Linked DNA regions of Mus musculus: region 1 is linked to region 2. Evidence: chromatin contacts called from public promoter capture Hi-C data. All regions are on one chromosome and are shown on one strand. The core of a region is the stretch at or near the end of the contact, and the rest is flanking DNA. Distances in the headings are between cores, read along the strand shown.

What was found. Promoter capture Hi-C pulls out the DNA fragments that hold promoters and counts their contacts.
Region 1: a promoter capture Hi-C map of the HPC-7 cell line shows a contact between it and region 2, with 4 times the contacts expected there. The contact joins two enhancer-like sites. A contact is called at or near these places in 8 of 39 promoter capture datasets (the HPC-7 cell line, HPC-7-derived erythroid cells, cranial neural crest and 4 more), 2 of 484 Hi-C or Micro-C datasets (LSK cells and cortical neurons) and 8 of 115 datasets of contacts at active chromatin or transcription factors (astrocytes, bone marrow-derived macrophages, cardiomyocytes and 4 more).

What each region holds. Positions count from the first base shown.
Region 1 is chr7:74,907,142-74,909,841 of GRCm38.p6, forward strand. No RefSeq gene overlaps it. Among named protein-coding and RNA genes, the nearest start is that of 0610006L08Rik, 55 kb to the left of the region's middle. Within about 2 kb of position 1,355, at least 19 of the 459 cell types and tissues checked have an H3K27ac peak or open chromatin away from gene starts, as enhancers often do. A contact at or near this core is called in the HPC-7 cell line, where this site is marked.
Region 2 is chr7:74,548,188-74,550,887 of GRCm38.p6, forward strand. All of the region lies in intron 1 of Slco3a1 (solute carrier organic anion transporter family, member 3a1), which reads right to left. Among named protein-coding and RNA genes, the nearest start is that of Slco3a1, 5.2 kb to the right of the region's middle. Within about 2 kb of position 1,369, at least 13 of the 459 cell types and tissues checked have an H3K27ac peak or open chromatin away from gene starts, as enhancers often do. A contact at or near this core is called in the HPC-7 cell line, where this site is marked.

The DNA.
Region 1 (2,700 bases), core at 105-2,604, 360 kb after region 2:
TATATATATTCATTTATATGTATATATATGGTAGTAGGAACATTTTCCCCACAAGTATATGAAAAGCTATTTTCTGCTGAGTATTTTTAGAACCTAGCAAGTGTTTTGATCAGTAGTTCCCACAGGTATAGTATCAACTGCAAAACTCTTGGGAGTAATGAATAAGAATTTCTTAAACCGCACCATGGTCTTAAAAACGATATACATTATAACATTTCTGTAATGATCGAAGCAGAGCAAACAGTCTCATAGTCTATAAATACCTCCTCTCTAGTGTTTTCTTTTTCCTTCCTCAGTTATTCTTCTAAAAGGAGAAACTGTGCTAGTGGACACTTGGAGGAGGAAGTGCAGAAATATCTTTATTCGTGCTAGCTCAAAAGAAAAAAAAAACCAAAATTAATTCTTGCTATAGATTTCCCACATATGGCAAGCAGCTGTCATCCTGGTTTTACAACTCTTGACACATTCAAGTTGTCAAGACAACAGAAAAAAAAATCTTGGGTTTGTGGTGATTTTGAAAACATACACATACACTCATCACAGAGAAAGAAATAGAGAGGGAAAAAACCCATAGATTGGAATACAGTATATCTGATTAGAAAGAACATTAGGAAAAACAGAAAGGTAATAGAGTAGAAAGAAATTGGAGTTTATTGCTGGTAAAATTAACTGCAAATCACGAAGTTTAAATGACTACAAAATTAAGCCAAAAAATAGGCAAGAAAGATAAAATACATTACGCATATAATAGTTTAATGATTTAAGTCTCAAATTAACAACCGGCCTTAGATAAGAATTCCAGTCTCTTCAAAGAAATCAGAGACAAGTTTACCTATTCCTCAGGGTCAGAAGTACGAGTTGCTTTCCAAACCATAAGATAAATGGATCACCAGGCACTACAGAGGTGAACACCCTCCATCCTGGCTCACTCAACTGCCCAATCCTCATCCTCTGCCTAAACTTATGCAAGTAAATATGGAAATTCAAGATGACTTGGGAGTTCCCAGTTGGAGACAACAGAGCTCCAATTCATCTGGGCTCTTAACTCTCTCTATAACACATCATGTACCGCACCCCACCTGTATGCCCAGGTCTGCATCAGCTTCAGACAACTAAATTCTTTTTTGATAAGCACTGACATGTCTGATTAAAAATTATTAATAAATACATAAGCAGATAAATAGGTAAATAAATAAACTGGCTTTACCTAACTCGATGTAATATCCTATTCAAAATTTGAGGAAACAAGCCTGTGTAACTATCACCACATTTAGGGAACTTCAGAAGGTAGTCCTGCCTGTTCCTGGATAACCTCTCCAAAACCACACGGATGTTACAAGTGGTGACTCTCAGCTCAGCCTTTCCCCTTCATATTATGTCACTGGTTGTAGAAAAGGGGAAGGGCAGGCAGGAGGACTCTGTTTCAGTATGATAAGAGAAAAAAATCAATTTATTATTAACTCTCCCCTTTAAAACGTGTCTGACATGTCTACATGAAAATTGAATCCAAGTTGGAGTGGTAAAGAGGAAGAAGTACATGATGCAATTTATTCTTGGCTAACAGGAAACTAAAATCCATATGGCTTTCATTTCTCCTGCCCAGAACATGGGCAGGAGGGCCACATCTGTGTGCAATGTGCCTTTTGTCAAACTGATTAGGACAGTCAATATCAGACATAACCTCTGTCTCTTTAAGGGTAGACACACTCTATCATCCATTTATTTCTCTGGCAGGGCTTAAAGGGAGGCCTTAATCAACTTGCCTCATAACCTAGAGGCATTTGGGAGAAAAATCTATATTTCTTTCCTTAGTCAGATTGCTGAAGCATGAAATGGGATGTCTTGTCCTGAGCCTGGGCTGGGATGCCATATATTCTGTTTATTTATTTGGATGCAGAAAGGAAGAGGATTGTCAAAAAGTTTTAGATTGCCCACTGACTCCAAAGGATATGGTTCAATTTGCCAGAAAAAGACAGCAATCTCCTACGAGGAGAAGGACTCACAAAACATTGTTTCTCTTAAAATATAGGAAGACTGCCATTGCAATGCCGTCAACACAGGAATATTGACAAAATATGCAAATTAGTTGTTGCTGTTGTTTTGGAGACAAACTCTTATGCAACACAGGGTGGCCTTGGATGCACAGTGCAGTGAGGAATAGTATTGAACCCCAGAACTTCCTGATTCCATCTTCTGAGTTTAAATGAGTACCACCACATTCTGTTTATGTAGTGCAGAGGGAGGGTTGAACTCCAGATTTTGTGCATGGTCAGCAAGCACATTGCCAATTGACCTTCACACACACACACACACACACACACACACACACACAGAGAGAGAGAGAGAGAGAGAGAGAGAGAGAGAGAGAGAGAGATCAAATTAGCTATTGATATTGTTTTAAATCAAACTTCTTGGGTACCTTAATCAACCATATTGCAGATATGAACTGTGAATGGCATCAGAAAGCGCTTTCATGGCTCAATAAGAAAACGAGAACATCACTGGTACAGTCATTAGGCAAAGTCTTGGGTTCCTAAATAGAGGCCTGATTGAAAGGGAAGGGAGCAGGGCTGAGTGTGCATTAGCTTAGCCAAGATATACATAAGAAGTTGTTGGTCAAAGGATGATCATTCCCTTACACACACACACACACACACACACACACACACACACACACACACCCCTATACACTGTCCTTCT
Region 2 (2,700 bases), core at 119-2,618:
CAGACACGTAGAACAAACTTCAGGAGCTAAGATCACCAAATTTGGAAACAGAAAACCAAATTATATGAAGGCTTCCAAAGCTGAGGGTGCTTCAAAGGAACCTGTTGGTACTTGTACTGGAGTGACAGGAAGCACTGCCCAGTGTGAGACCAGCAGTACCCTTGTCCCTCCCAACCATCAGCTTTTCCAACTTGTAGTATCATGGCCCATAACAGGACATACATCAAGGACTACTGCTATGGCTTCCCTATGGACACCACAGACATACACAGACACACACACACAGCTCATTGAGAATCTTCAATTTAAAATGAATTGTTGCAATAAGCAAGTAGAAGAATTAGTAACCAGGGTTTAACTTACTTCATATTTTCAAACCCATCTTTTTTTTTTCTCCCAAACACAAGTGTTTATTCAGAAGTCTAAGCTTCCTATGTCTGTATCTCACTAGACTAAAGCCAGAACCTGACTGAAGTAATTTTATTGTTCAGTAGTTGGCACTACAATACCATTATTTTCTCAGGAAGTATGCAGAGCCATGTTAATAGGAATGGCAAGGCTTTCTTGGGTATTTATGACGCTCCAGATGGAGTTCAAAGTGCTCTCCAGACCTGGGGCCGTGACTCCTCAGTTACCACAGGGGTCACAACCCTCTTCATTTTAAAGGACAAAAAAGCAAGGAAGAAAGGGGTAAAGTCATGGGCCTAAGGGCCAGAGACACCAAAAGGGACAGACACAGGAATGAATCTCAGGCATTCCAGTGATAATCATCCAACGAACCTCCACTGTCAAACACATGTCATTCTCTACCTTGGACTTTTAATCACTTAACTCCGGGTTTTAATCATTGACAAGCAATCTCTCCCATGCTAACACATGAACATTTAAGACAGGCTGCCTTAAATACATGTGTCTCTGAAACACATTAAACTCACTTACCCTATGAATCGAGTTCAATAATTACTCTTCTGTAGATAAAGAAGTAGAAAGTTGAAACAAAACGAACAGGGGCAGGAAGCAAGGTTATCTCTCTGAGGCACACACTACCAAAAGCACTTCCGAGAGGCAATAAAGATACAGCCAAGTAGTCTCGGGAGAGCCTAGAGTCCATTTGAAGACATACACTCAAAATTATCATTAAGGAATATAGCTTGGTGACAGAGCACTTGCTCAGTCTCTGCAAGGTTCTGAGTTCAATCCTCAGCACAACTGGAAAAAAAAAAAAACTAAAGAAATCTACAAAATCATCATTGTAGTGTTTCTTTCCAAAAAAAAAAAAAAAAAAAAAAGGAAGTATGTGGTATTCAGAATTGGCCAGATATGTATGCAAATAATATAAGCAGGCATCCATGCGCAGACCATGAGTACCTATGCAAAGCAGGAGTGAAGGAAAGGTCAATACCATGACTCTTCATGGGAGTGTGATGATTAACCCATACCTCCTGGGAAACCTGTCTGGATGTGTGAGCCTCCATCTCCATGTTTCCCCAGCATCACACTCACACAACCCCTGGCCACACTGCTGAGTAAACAAGACCCAGAGAGCCGAACAGAGCCCCCCACCCGTAGTCTGCCATCAGATCCCAATCCAGAGAGCTTCCAGCTGCAACAATGCCTGCTCAGTTCATTCACGGACCATGCAAGAGAAACCTCAGGAAACCTGACCTGGGAAGATGCCCTTCCAGCAGCAGGTGGGAGGAACCAAAACAGACCAGAACAGACACCCCACATTGCCAGGCCTCTGGACGCTGTCTCTAAGGTATTAACGTTTAACAGGGGGCGGGGGTGGGGTGGATGGAGAGCAGACTTAACAGAACTCAGGAAAGAACTCTTGCCCTCTGTACAATAATCCACTTAGATTACCTCTCCATAGTACCCCCCCCCCCCCAAAAAGCAAAGGTGTGTCTGCAAACATAGGTGAAGAGAACTCTCATAAATACATCTTTTTTCTTAAGGAGTATAAGTTAGATATTTTAAACCAAGCTATAAGGAATAAGGTCAGAGTGATTTTTTTTTTTACTACCTGGGGCTATAGAGTAATTATGCAAATAGCAGGGAATTTGTCATTATGACTAACCATAAGTGTATAAAATAATTTGATTAAGTAAAAGACAGTTACCTTAGTCATCATACTAATTTGACAAGGGCTTTTAAAATGTTTTTCAGCCGTCAGCTTCTAGACTAGCTATGCAAGAATCTGTCTTCTCAATGATGCTTCGTTAGAGGAAAAGGAAAGAAGCAACCATGGCGGCTGCACCTCGCTCACTGACTGTGAACCCTACTGAAAGTTCTCTGGCCTAAAAGTGAGGGACTATAGAGCAGAGAGACAGAGCCTCATTACCCTAGAAACACAACCTCAGAAACACATCTACAAAGCCAGAGAGGGAGATGCCCACCTCAGCTTCCTGGGAATCGGCCTGAAGACCCAACTCCAGAGCCAGGGGCTGGGCTTTCTTGCATTTGCATTCCCAAGAACTTGAAAGGCATCTGAGCTCCATTCACAATTGCCTAAGGTGTCAGCAGTTTTAATTTCCTGTCCGCATCCTTATCTCCTCAAGTCCTCAGGAATTTGATAAGGCACACAGCACACAAACCAGTCTCTGCAGGGTTACCTCTCAGGAATAGCCAGCTCACCACCTCTCGGTAAGCCTCCATGATGCACAGATAAAGTCTCCATAAATCCTGCAAATACAAGCTGGA